Regions from separate parts of the Canis lupus genome. Here region 2 is linked to region 1. A link is a contact called in public Hi-C data. All regions are on one chromosome and are shown on one strand. The core of a region is the stretch at or near the end of the contact, and the rest is flanking DNA. Distances in the headings are between cores, read along the strand shown. Region 1 holds the start of DLG1 (disks large homolog 1). Region 2 holds the start of BDH1 (D-beta-hydroxybutyrate dehydrogenase, mitochondrial).

Region 1 (6,687 bases), core at 2,382-4,881:
TGCCCTCTGAACAATTTGTGGAGATCTGACCAACATGATTACTCTCGTCATTCTCAGCACTATTTTTTTTTTTTTTTGTAGCCTAAGCTGGCATAAGCATTTTTTACAGCATCAAATTCCGTCCTTTTAGTGATTGCCTTGGCACAGGCAGTGTACTGGCACTCTGCCAGAGTGAGAGAAAATGATGCAGCAGGGTCTGGCAGGACCTGAACTCTTTACCAGAGGATAGGCTGGGAACCTGAACAGGGAAAAGCACAAAGCCAGAGATGTGAAGTTGTAAGGGTGGCTTGGGTAGAAGAACAGCAGGAGAGGGAAAGTTTAGAACTGACAGACAATATTCTTAGAGATCAACTCTCTGACAACTCAATAGAAGAATCTGAGCTTCAAGCTTTTCCCTGTGATCCTCTGGCTCCTTTTTTTTTTTTTTTTTTTAATTCTTATTTACTGGGATGCCTAGGTCTCTTAGTGGTTGAGCACCTGCCTTCTGCTCAAGGCATGATCCTGGGGAGCCTGCTTCTCCCTCCGCCTGTGTCTCTTCCTCTCTCTCTCTCTCTCAGTGTCTCTCATGAATAAATAAATAAAATCTTTTATAAATATTTATTTATTTTTTTGATCCTCTGACTTTAAGTCTTTTAAGTTATTTGAAAGGAAAGTTAATGTGGGGCTGGAAAGTTTATGTGTTAAATTTTTCTTTAAAATGAGAATGTTAGAAAAGTAATCAGATGCTATATTGGATCCTGTTCCAATAGGCAGCTGGTACCGCATAAAGTAAGGAAAACTTCAAGGAAATAAAAGGTGTTTGGAAAAATCCAGTTGTCATTGCTTTGTGTGTTGTGACGTTGGGGTAGGCAGCCTCCAAGATGGCACCTAACGATTCTTAGGTACTGGTTTTCCTGAGGGTAATCTAAGTAACCAGTAGGTTATGTGGAAATGATAGTTACTTCTGAAATTAGGTCATGAAAGACATTGTGGGTGCTGTCTTGCCCTCTTGGATGACCTGCTCCAGAGGAAGTCAGCCACCACGGCATGAAGATGCTCAAGCAGCCCTATAGAAAGAGCTTCATGGTGAAAAAAGGAGGCCCCCTACCAACAGTCAGCATTGACTTAACAACTATGTGAGTGAGCCACGTTGGAAGAGCCTCCCTTAATCCCCATTAAACCTTTCGATGACTAGTTCTGGTAGACATCTTGACTGTAATCTCTTGAGGCCCTAAACCAGAGAACCATCCAGCTAAGGTCCTCTTGAATTCCTTACCTGAAGAAACTGGGAGACCATGTTTACTGGGGCATAAGTTACTCAGCTACTAAGTTTTAAGCTACTAATTTTTGAGGAATTTATTATGCAGTTATAGATAACTAATACAGAGGAACAGAAAGGAGGAGTAAGGAATAAAGACCTCTCCTTCTAGGTCTGCATTCTTCCTGGCCCGTAACCACGGAATGCTAGCTTCCTTTTGGCTTCTGGACACTGCTGACAACCGAGAGAGCTAGAGGTTGACAAGAAGGAAGGGCTTCATGCCTCTTACCATGCTCTTCCTCCTCCCTCTTCTCTTTCTTTTTTTTTTTTTTAATTTTTATTTATTTATGACAGTCACAGAGAGAGAGAGAGGCAGAGACGGAGAAGCAGGCTCCATGCACCGGGAGCCCGACGTGGGACTCGATCCCGGGTCTCCAGGATCGTGCCCTGGGCCAAAGGCAGGTGCTAAACCGCTGTGCCACCCAGGGATCCTTCTCTTTCTTTTTAGAGGGAGACCAGGATGACATTGAGAACTTACACACATTTTGCTTTTGACTTTACAGTGGCCCTTGGGAAAAGCTGCACTTGCCTTTATCCATTTGTTACTAGGCTGTGGTTCCTTGACAGCAGGGCTTGGATCTTAACTATTTCTATCCTCATTGCCTAGCAAGTGAACATATATGAATAATGAATGATACTAAGAGTGAGGGCAAAAATCCCTCCTTCCTCCTGAACTCTGAAGAGATTCCATTCTTAGAATGCTTCCTTGAGTGGAGCAATTCCATTCATAGCCCATCAATAAATCTTGATAATAATAGCATGCATGCCATCAGCCATTTTCACTATTACAAACCTCCCTAGTCCACTATTATTTATTTTATTTAAATTCAATTAGTTAACATATAATGTATAATTAGTTTCAGAGGTAGAGTTCAGTGATTCATCAGTCTTATATAACACCCAGTGCTCACTACATCACACGCCCTTCTTAATGACCATCACCCGGTTACCCCATCCCTCCCAGTTTACTATTTTAACAATCTCTCTAGTTAAGCTCCTTGTTTTTAGGGGCTTCCTTTCACTTTTTCATCCCATTTCTTCTACGGAATGTTGCTTTCAACTGTTGCTCAATCTCCCAAGATGGTTGAGCCAGGAAAGCATGCATAGACGCCTGCTGCTAATAAATCAACACACCACTGCCTAGTTTTCCAAAATCACAGTGGGAAGAGCCCTGTACTGGAGATAGGAGAACTAATGCTGGGCTACAGGTCCCTGGGCAGGTTGTTTCCCCTCCCTGAACCTGTTTATCTTAAATTGAAATACTGGGTCAGATGAGGCTCTAAAGTCGTTGGGTTCTGGCAAGTTAGAATTCCAAGGTGCAACCCAAAAGTGAAACCCAGTGGTCAGACTTCTGAGTAAGTGTCATGATTACAGTGCAAGGTTCCCGGGACTTCCCTTTATCAGCCCAAGGATGTGGCCTCAGCCAAAGGCTGGCAGGTTTACAGGGAAGTCTTCCGGTTTAGAAAGACGATCTTCTTCGTGTTTCCAGTTTTGTTACTAACTCCGGGTGACCTTGGGCAAACTCGCTCAGGACCTCAGACGAGGGAGGTCCCTGTTACCCCCCCCCCCCCCAAAAAAAAGGTCTGAACTTTGAGAGCTTTTCGCAAAATTTCTCTTCCTACAACCCGGGCGGCTCAGAGCCGGAGCCAGGGTCTGGCCCAGCCAGAAGTCCCCGCTGGGACCTGCGGTCTACACCCAACCCCGCCGCGCGCGCCGGAGGAGGTGGCTCGGTTTCGGTGGAGGTAGCTACAGGTGAGCTCTTAAAGGGGCCGCCACGAGCTCGGGTGACAACCTGAGACGGGTGACTGGGCGAGGAGTGCAGACACGGGCGTGTGGATGAACGAGCAAGGGAAAGAGGGAACCAGGGTTTTCTTCCCTCCCTTCAATGCATTCACGCTTAGACTTAATCAGACTTAAAAACCCTCCAGGAGCAAACGCCTCAAACTCTCAATCTAGTTTACAAGCCCTTCTTTTTTCAACCCCTCCCCCCCAAAAGACTTGTACTGACGGGCGAATAATTTATTTTTTAAAAAAGATTTTATTTATTTATTTATTTATTTATTTATTCATGATAGACATAGAGAGGGGGGGGGAGGCAGAGACACAGAGAGGGAGAAGCAGGCTCCACGCAGGGAGCCCGATGCGGGACTGGATCCCGGGGCTCCAGGATCGCGCCCCCAGCGATGCCCGATAGTTTAAAGCATCAGTACGTAGTGGCGGAGAGCGCGCCCCCACCCAGGCCCCGCCCCCTCCCCGGCCAGGCCCCGCCCCCGCGGCGGGCAGGCCCCGCCCCTCCCCGCGCCAGGCCCCGCCCCTTCCCCGGCCAGGCCCCGCCCCCCGCGCCCCTGACGTGGGCGGCGCGGTCTACTCCTCCGCGAGACCGCTCCTCGGGGCCGGGGATCCGCTCCCCGGGGGCGCCGGGACCTCGCCGCGCGCGGAGGCGGAGGCAGCACGCGTGTAGGGACGTTACGAGGTGTGTCGGCATGTGTGTCCCGGACCTGCTGTAGGTGAGGTCGCGTCGCGCTCGGAGCCGCGGGCTGCGGCGAGGTGAGGGCGGGCTCCGGGGGCCGCGCCGGGCCACCTGTGGAGCGCGCGCCCAGTCGTCGGGCCGCGGGGCCGCGCCGGGGCCGCCCGTCCGCGGGGAGGCCGGCGGGGCCGCGCGCCGGGCCCCGGCCCCTCCGCGCCGCCTCCCCCTGCCGCCCCGAAGGCAGCGGCGCTCCGAGCCCGGGGTGGGCGCCCGCCGCCTCCTCACTTCCCATTGGCTGGGAGCGCGGTCACGTGGGGCGCGGCCGGCCAGCTCCGGGGCCGCCATCTTGGCGGAAAGTTTGGGGGCCGAGCGGCGAGGGGCGCGGAGGGAGGGAGGGAGGGAGGGAGGCGACGCTCCGGGGGTGGGGCGGCGGCGGGCGCGGCGGCGGGGGCGGCGGCGGCGGCTCCTCCTCCTCCTCCTCCTCCTCCTCCCCGCCCCCCCCGGCTCGCTCACCCCCCGCGTGCTCGGCTCCTCGAGCCCCGGGCGGGGCCGGGCGGGCGGCCCCCGAGCCCGTCCCGAGCGCACGCCGCTCGCGGGAACTTGGCGCCGCAGGTGTGGGGCCCGCGGGCCCGTGTCCCCGCAGCCTCCAGCCTCGCGCCGCTGCGCCCCCGCGCCCCGGAGCAGGTGGGGCGTCTGCACGCGTCGGCCGGGCCCGCGTCCGGGCACCGAGCGCCCCTGGGAGCCGGAGCTGCAGGTCCCTGTGCGGGGGGGCCCTCCCTCGGGGGCAGCTTCCTGGGACCCCCCCCCCAACCCTGCTGTTTCACTTGGGAAAACTTGGGCAGCGGGTGTGGCCCCTTCTTCAGGTACGGCTGGGAGTTTTCCGCGATTTTGAGAGTTCAGGGGAGGAATGCAACTCAGCACCACGATCCTCTTGTTTTGCTTCGGTTGTTCCCTTACTGTTTTTTTTTTTTTTTTTTTTTTTTAATTTATTTTTAAAATTTTTTTAAAGGTGTGTGCCCTCTTTCCGATACTGGAGGGAAAAACAAAAAACAAAAAACATGCCGGTCCGGAAGCAAGGTGAGAATTTATTTCGGGACCTCTCTTCTCGTGCGGGTGAGTGAGTGAGAGTGTTGTGTCTGTGTTCTGATTTGTGTTTTAAAGATGTTGGATTAGGGGATCCCTGGGGGGCTCAGCGGTTTAGCACCTGCCTTTGGGCCGGGGCGTGACCCCGGGGTCCTGGACTGAGTCCGCATCAGCTCCCTGCAGGGAGCCTGCTTCTCCCTCCTCCTGTGTCTCTGCCCCCCCCCCCCCGCCCCCATCATCTATCTATCATAAATAAATAAATCTATCTTTAACAAAATAAAAATGTTGGACTCTGATAAGACGGCGTCGTCGCCCTTCCCTGCTTGTTAGGAGACCGAAGCCGCCTATCCTGGAGGGGAGGGACCCCTGTCAGTGTCGTTTTCAAACTTTTCTTTTCTGGCGTCGCGGTCTGTAGTGGCTCTCGAGAGGCAGGTTCCTGTTCACTCCTCTGAAAGGTCTTCGTGAAGACTCTTTAATTGGTGTTTTGATATTTTAACTTTATTTATTTATTTATTTTTTGATATTTTAACTTTATGATCTTAGGCACTCTTTTGTGAGCAGTCATGGGAACCTGGCTATAAGAACTGGTGTTTTGAAACAGTTAAGATTCGGATTATTATTATTATTTTTAAAGATTTTATTTATTTATTCATGATAGACATAGAGAGAGAAAGAGAGGCAGAGGCATAGGCAGAGGGAGAAGCAGGCTCCATGCTGGGAGCTGATGCGGGACTCTATCCTGGACCCCGGGGTCATGCCCTGGACCAAAGGCAGGTGCTAAACCGCCGAGCCACCCAGGGATCCCCCAAGATTCAGATTATAATAACAAATTGTAGGTAATCTGCTTTTGCATGTCGGATCGGCTGAAGCTGTGTTAACTGATACTTTGATCAAACAGCCTTGTGTTGTTTTAGACTACTACACATTTATCACCAACTGTTTATCTTCCTCCTTTTTCTGTGACATACATTTAGAAATGTTTCAATTATTCTAAGGAATATATGTGTGTGTGAGTGTAGCAGCGTTGATTGACCTAAAGGATTTGGGGAGGTGTTGAGATGTCTTGTAGGATGATTTGCTGCATAAGTAGTGTGTAATAACTGTATATGTGTAATTTTAATCAAACTCTTGTTTCCTTCCCAGACACCCAGAGAGCACTGCACCTTTTGGAAGAATATCGTTCAAAACTAAGCCAAACTGAAGACAGACAGCTCAGAAGTTCCATAGAACGAGTCATTAACATTTTTCAGAGCAACCTCTTTCAGGCTTTAATAGGTGGGAATTAAAACTTTATTTGTGACCATTATACATCAGCTAGGCTTAATGCTCCTCTGAATTCATTTATTTTATTTTATTATTATTATTATTATTTTTTAATTTTTATTTATTTACTTATGATAGTGACAGAGAGAGAGAGAGGCAGAGACACAGGCAGAGGGAGAAGCAGGCTCCATGCACCGGGAGCCTGATATGGGATTCGATCCCGGGTCTCCAGGATCGCGCCCTGGGCCAAAGGCAGGCGCCAAACCGCTGCGCCACCCAGGGATCCCTTCATTTATTTTAAAACTTAACAGAGTGACGTATTTGGTTCTCTGTAAGGCACTCAGTAACTTGAACATCCAGGGAGTTGTATGTTTGATAGGCCAATATCCTTTCCAAAAATACCTAATAACCAAAAAAGCCATTCAGTGTGATTATTTCAGTGGTCTTTGGTGACAGTGCTTTATATCCCGAGCATTAATTACTAGAAGATGGAGAAGTTGCAAAAATGTTTCAGGATCCAAAAAAATAAAGGCTGAATAACTATTAGGTTGTTTCTATATTTGACCTCTATTTCTCT
Region 2 (6,687 bases), core at 2,481-4,980, 180 kb before region 1:
TCAGATTTAGATTGAGAATCTTGTCCCATCTTTTTCTCTTTCAAAGTTCATATGGTCAATTAGAATTGACCTGTAATTACTTTTCCTAGTTGAGGGCATCAGATCTTGGCATCTGTATTGTGTTTGTTGAAAAGAAATGTCCATGTAACAAGGCATTGGAGCTTCTGTGAGATCACTCACCAAAACAGTGGTTTAATGGGTCATAAAAAATTATCTACTCCAAATACTCTTATAAACTGGATTTTTTTTTTTTAACAAAGCAAGAACCTTAGGACAACTGGTGGTATGCTTAAAGAGAGCCTTGGGGGGCCGGGGGGCACCCGGGTGGCTCAGTAGGTTGAGCATCCAGTTTGATTTCAGCTCAGGTCATGATCTCAGGGTCTTGAGATCAAGCCCCATACTGGAGCTCTGTGCTGAGCATGGAGCCCGCTTGAGACTCTCTCTCTCTAGCCCCCACAGGCTCCGCTTGTGAGCACTCTCTCTAAAAAAAGAAAGACTTTGGAATAGTACAGACTTATGTAGGATCTGTCTCTGCCCCTCGCTAGTTGCGTTGCTGTGGGCAATTACTTGACCTCTCTTGGCCTTAACTTCCTTAGATGCAAAATGGGGGTGATCTTAGGTCACTTTTAAGAGTAAGCAAAATAATGCACACAAAGCTCTTGACATAGTATCTGGTACATAGCAATTAACTGCTAAATTGTGTCGTTGAAAACAGGGACCCAGCATTTGGTATCGCTGCATTCGGAGAACAAAGCATAATGCCTGCGATAGAACACAGCTCAGATGTAGACTGAAAGAAGGAAGAAAGGAGATGTATGGGTTGCTCCAGCTTGGGGTGAATGGGCAGAGGTGGGGACACTGTTTTTTTTACCTTTCTCATACATTCCCTCTTCAAAGGTCCCAGTTACCTCAAAGAAACTTTGTTTAAATTTCCAAACTGCTGGAGCACCTGGCTGGCTCACCTGGCAGAGCATGTGATCTCAGGGCCCTGAGTTCAGGCCCCACGTTGGGCATGGAGCCTACTTTATTTTTATTTATTTATTTATTTATTTTTGCCTGCCATGGAGCCTACTTTAAAAAAAAAAAAAATCTAAACTACTCCTCAGGGCAAACTGTGGTTAAAAAAAAAATTAGTTAAATACATTGTAGTCAAGAGACAGAAAGAGAGTGGGGATGTGGGTGCCTGGTACTTTTCCAGAAAGGTCCAAGCTCTTGTTTTCCTTGCTCTTTCACTGCAGGGAAAAGGCTGGGCCTCCAGTTCTCATTCAGGGGAAGAATTCAGAATTATAGTCACATCACGATCCAGGGCTCTTTTCAGCGCATTTGGATTCTGAGCACCACAGCTTTTAGAATAATCCATTGGGCTTTTTCTTTGTTTCACTGTCTATGATAGAAGAAAGCTGTTCGATACTTTTAAAATTCTGCAGAATTAAGATAAGAGCACATTTCTAGGCCCCCCTCCTTTTTTTTAATCCATTTGTATCCAAACAGAAGCCCTGCAAGGTTTGGAATAGTAAGTGGTTTTACTCTCCTCTCTTCCCCAGCAAGGCTCTGCCTGGAGGGCTGCACAGGTGGGCTTCCAGGGGGCTTCAAGGTGGCTGGCCCAGGGCAGGATTTAACCTGCATCACTTGATATTCAACACTTAATGCTGAGGGCAGAGGAGGCCCAGGGCATTCAGAGACAGGACAGGGCCAGATGTAGAGGGGAGGGCTGGGGCTAGGAAGAAGAGGGAATGATCAGCTTGCCTGGGATTCAGGAAGGGTGTGAACCAGGAGGCAATGAGGAACTGGAATGAACCGGAGCTGTCACTGGGGCTCTGTGCAGTGGGAGCTCTTAAGAGGGCTTCCTTCCAACTGAGAGTCTTTCAGGATGCCATCTCCTCTACAAAGCCCTTCCTTTAGTCCCATTATACTTACATGCCCCTCTTTTAGAGGATTTACAGGACTTCTAATGATTCATTAACTTATGTACATGTCTCATTTCCTTCCTTGAAGGGAACAGCTAAGGGCTGTTTCCCTCCCCAGACTAGAAGCCTTGGTGTTGCTGAAAAGTGCTAGGTGCCCAACACCCGGCCTGACACCTTGTATCTGGGTAGAGAAGCAGCTTTTGCAAGAGGGGAGGGGAAGAGGCGGGCAGAAAGGAGACAGAATGGGAGTGACTTGCATCCCACGTGGCCTCCGCTTCCGTGTTCAACCCCAGGGCTGAGTTTCTCCCGTTTCAGTCAGCAGCCAGCACCTTGGAAGCAGGGGAGAAGAGGTTTAAGAGGGGTGCCCAGTGTGACCTTGTCAGGCTCTCACCCGGACCCAGGCCTTGGCTGGCCCAGCCGATCTCTTGGGAGCCCCAGTACTTCCTGCCTGTCTCTGAGAGCTCCTTAGTGAGGCCCTCGAGGGCAGGGCAGCTGGGAGATAAAGGAGCAGAAGCTCAGGCTCAACAAATGGATTCCTCCTTAGCTGACTTGCGAAAGGTCTGCTGAGAATAACCCTGAAAGGTGGGCAGGGATGCCTCTTCCGGGTTAATAATCGGCTTACTCTGGGTTCCCCAGAGAAACACCGAGCAACAATTTTTGGTACAGGTGGTTTGTTTTGGGAACAAGTCGGAGGGAACAGCAGCAGAGGGGCAGGAAGCTCAGGCAAGCAAGGAAGAACAGAGAAAAGCAGTCCAGGGGTGCGGTACTGAACTGAGGACGTTGGGCCCCACCGTGGGCAACCGGGGCTCTGTCCTCTTAGGAGCCACACAGAACGCACCTCAGAACTGTCCCGTCGGAAGACGGGAAGAGGGGAGTATTTCTCCACCAGCTGTTTCTGCTTCAAAGCCTGTCCCCAAAAAGTGTTAGGTTCTTTTTGCACTTGCAGGCACATGCGTGTGTCAGAATGGGCAATGATTTCCTGCTGGGGTCCCTGGCTGGTGTGACCCCCGAGGACCCGAGGCAGGACGCCAGGTGCCGCGCAGGCAGGCAAGGTGCTCTCGGGTGACACCTGAATGCAGTGGTTTGCCTCAGCAAAGCTGGAAGAGAAAGATGGGCTGGGAAGACGTGAGGCCAGCGGCGGGCGCAGTTTGATAGACCTTCAGGCCAAGCGTCCTTTGTCCTTTCCCTGTCTTCCATAAATAGAACCACATTTCCATTTCATTCTCGGCCCAGAGTCAGGCCCTCTGGGTTTTTAGGTGGAAATAGAAATTCTTCCTTTAATTAAACGCCTTCCTAGCAACGTATAACCCTCAAAGCAGCAGCCCAGGGTAACGATCTTTGCGCTGTGGCTGTGGCAGGTGCAGGGGGAGCACTCTGCAGAGCGCGCTGCCGCAGGTGGTCTGTAAAATGGGTACAGAGACTTGCGTGCATCCTGCCTTTGTGACCAACACTGTGTGTGTCAGGAGCTGGGGATAGAGCACAGCCACTCCCAAGAAGCTGACAAGTTTTTTTAACCCCCACCGGCCCGCGCTGGCCCCCGGTTCACCCGCGTAGCCCCCCCCCCCCGCCAATCCGCGCTCCTCTGCAATTGGACCCAAACGAAGCTCGGCCACTAATGGGTCCCGGGAGTTCGCGTTCTCTCCTCGGCCCGGTGTTCATTCCGGAGGCCCCGGAGCTGCGGCCTCTTGGCCCCACAGGTCCCGGGGCTGGAGCTCTGCGGCTGCACTGCGGTTAAGGACCTGCGCGGGTTCGCGGCGCGCGCTCTTTAAATGCGCTTCGTGCGATCAAAAGACAAATAGAAAAACCACCCGGTCGCCTCCGACCGGTTCCAACGTCGGCAAACACGCTCGGGAGCTGCAAGGACGCGGGCTCCTCGCCAGGTGTCCCGGGTCCGGGCGCACCTGCTCCGCCGCGCGCGAGCCCGGCCGCTCCCGAAGGCGGTTGGCGCTGGAGGCCGACGCCCCGCAAGGGGTAGGTCTCGGGCTGGGGGCCGGACTGGGGGTACCCGGGGGCTGGCCGGGCCGCGGGGGGCGGGGGGCCGCAGGCGCGGAGCCCGCCCCCCGCGGTCACCCCGCCCTGCGCAGCCACCCCCCGCCGCGCTCCGCGCCCCCCAGCACAGCCGCCCCTCCCCCTCCCCCTCCCCGCCCCCCTGCACAGCCGCCCTTCCCCCTCCCCGCCTTCCAGCACGGCCACCCCTCCTTCCCGTTCCCCCTGCACAGCCGCCCCCTCCTCCTCCCCGCCCCCCTGCACAGCCGCCCCGCCCTCCCGGCCCTCCTGCATGGCCACCCCCCCTTCCCGTCCCCCCTGCACAGCCGCCCCCTCCCCGCCCCCCTGCGCAGCCGCCCCCCCTCCCGGCCCTCCTGCATGGCCACCCCCCCTTCCCGTCCCCCCTGCACAGCCGCCCCCTCCTCCTCCCCGCCCCCCTGCACAGCCGCCCCCCCTCCCCGCCCCCCTGCACGGCCACCCCCCCTTCCCGTCCGCCCTGCACAGCCGCCCCCTCCTCCTCCCCGCCCCCTGCACAGCCGCCCCCCCTCCCCGCCCTCCTGCACGGCCACCCCCCCTTCCCGTCCCCCCTGCACAGCCGCCCCCTCCGCCCTCCCGCCACCCTGCACAGCCGCCCCCTCCCCCTCCCCGCCCCCTGCACAGCCGCCCCCTCCCCGCCCCCTGCGCAGCCGCCCCCTCCGCCCCCCGCCCCCCGCCCCCCGCAGCCCAAGGGCGGAGCAGCCGCGGCGGGAGCGCCGACTCGGGGAAGCGCCGTCCGCAGCCGGGAAGCTCCGCCCAGCTCCCCCCTCCCGCCTTCCACCCCGCCCCTTCCCCGCTCCCCGCAGCTCCCCCGCCGCGCCCTCCGCTCGGGTCCCCGCGGCCCTGGGCGGCCCCTGGCCGGGCGGGGGGTCCCGGGGGCGGGTCCGGGTCCGGGGGGCGCCCGCCAGCTCCGTCTGGGTCTCCGTCCCGGCTGACGCGCGGCCCCGAGGCTGCAGGGTGCAGAGGCCCCCCCGCCCCCGCCCGCCCCCGCCCGCCGGAGGGACGCCGCCCCGGGCCGCGGAGGGGGAGGCCGAGCCGCACCCGCGGGCGCCCTGCCCCGCCACGCCCCCGCGAAGCTCCCGCCCCCGCTGCGGCCCCGGGAGGTGCGGACCTGGGGCCCGGGGCTGCGGGGCGCGGCGGGGACGCGGGGCCTGGGCGGCGGCGCAGCCTCAGCCAATGGGAGCGCGGCCGGAGCCGAGCCCCCGCCGGGGAGGAGGGAGGGACCCGGGCCGGCGGTGGCGCCCTGGCCTCGGCGTGCGCGGAGCGGGGCGGCGCCTGCGCGTCCGGGGCGTCCCCGGGGGTGCTGGAGCGCGCGGCGTGCGGGGGAGGGGCCGGGGGCGGATGGGCGCTGGAGCGCAGGGCGTGCAGGGGAGGGGAGGAGAGGGGAGGGCGGGGGGTGCTGGAGCGCGCGGCGTGCGGGGCAGGGGTGCGGGGGGAGCAGGGGAGCCGGGGAGGGGGAAGAGTGGGTGCTGGAGCGCGCGGCGTGCAGGGGAGGGCGGGGTGGAAGGCGGGAGGGGGGAGCAGGGGCGCGGCGGGTGCCGGGGAGCAGGGGAAGGGGCGGGGTGGGGGCGGGCGGGGCAGCGGGGGAGGGGCGGGTGCTGTTCCGGCCGCGCCTGGCGCCGTGCGCGTGGCTGAGCCCTGCGCGCGTCCTGCAGCCGGCGGGCGCCGAGCGGCCTGAGGTCAGCGGCCTGGGGTCCCCCCGGGGCTGGGGTGGGGGCAGGGGCGGGGGCCGGGGCCGAGGCTCGTGCGTCCCTGCGGAGGCGGCCCCGGGCGCTGCTGGACGCGGCCTGGCCCGGAGCGACCCGCGGGGAAGCCAAGCTGCGCCGGGAGCTGGCGGCTTCGCGCTCGGCCCGCGCCGCGTGTGGTCCGACCCCGCCGGGCCCCGGAGCCGCCCCTGGGGAGGAGGGGGCAGTGGCCGGCGCCCCGCGGGGCGCTCGCGGTCCGGGTGGGGCCCGGGGGTCGTGGGGGAAGCTCGCCCGCCGGCGCCCGCGGTACCGCCTACTTGCAGGCGCGGAGGGAGCGAAGGGCCGAGCTGAAAACGCAGCAGCCGGGAGCCCGGGCCTGTAGGTAGGGCCTCAGGAGCAGCATCGTGGAGGAGTCCTCGTGGAGGAGCGAGCTCCCGATCAGGACTTGGCCGTGTGGACAAGTCAGATGTGGCATAGGGTGAGCAGCCCTGGAAAACCGGAGGGTGCGGCGCTTGCTGAGCGACCGCGGGGCAGGTGCGAACGCGGAGACAGGGTTCGGAGGCGCCCCGAGGTCTGATGTGTACACTCGGATTTGAATTTTTTTTTTAAATTTTTATCTATTTATGATAGTTACAGAGAGAGAAAGAGAGGCAGAGACACAGGCAGAGGGAGAAGCAGGCTCCATGCACCGGGAGCCCGATGTGGGACTCGATCCCGGGTCTCCAGGATCGCGCCCTGGGCCAAAGGCAGGCGCCAAACCACTGCGCCACCCAGGGATCCCTACACTCGGATTTGAAATGTGGTGAGCACTTACGAGTGGAATGGCTCTTTGTCAGTTGTACTAATATTTTTATTTCTTTTGCGTACGCACCGAAAATCTTGGAAATATCTTTGATTTTTTTATTCTTGCACGTCCTCCTCTTAAATTTGTCAGTTAAGGAGCACCTGCGTGGCTCAGTCCGCTGAGCATCTGCCTCCAGCTCAGGTCATGATCGCAGGGCCCTGGGATTGAGACCCAGCAGCCTGAAGTCCACACCATGCTCACTGGGGAGTCTGCTTCTCCCTCTCCCTGC

The links. A called contact is a pair of places that touch in the nucleus more often than the background predicts.
Region 2: a Hi-C map of blood shows a contact between it and region 1, with 2.0 times the contacts expected there. The contact joins the promoter of BDH1 here to the promoter of DLG1 in region 1. A contact is called at or near these places in 2 of 9 Hi-C or Micro-C datasets (both in blood).

The regions. Positions count from the first base shown.
Region 1 is chr33:30,951,068-30,957,754 of UU_Cfam_GSD_1.0, reverse strand. DLG1 (disks large homolog 1) reads left to right here and starts at 3,631. Exons shown (of 25, transcript XM_038583205.1): 1 at 3,631-3,804; 2 at 4,774-4,841; 3 at 5,991-6,122. The coding sequence starts at 4,823.
Region 2 is chr33:31,134,846-31,141,532 of UU_Cfam_GSD_1.0, reverse strand. BDH1 (D-beta-hydroxybutyrate dehydrogenase, mitochondrial) reads left to right here and starts at 3,730. Exons shown (of 7, transcript XM_038583217.1): 1 at 3,730-3,878. LOC119867276 (basic proline-rich protein-like) reads right to left here. Exons shown (of 10, transcript XM_038582496.1): 2 at 5,543-6,102; 3 at 5,041-5,277; 4 at 3,809-3,902; 5 at 2,746-2,814; 6 at 2,457-2,530; 7 at 2,299-2,399.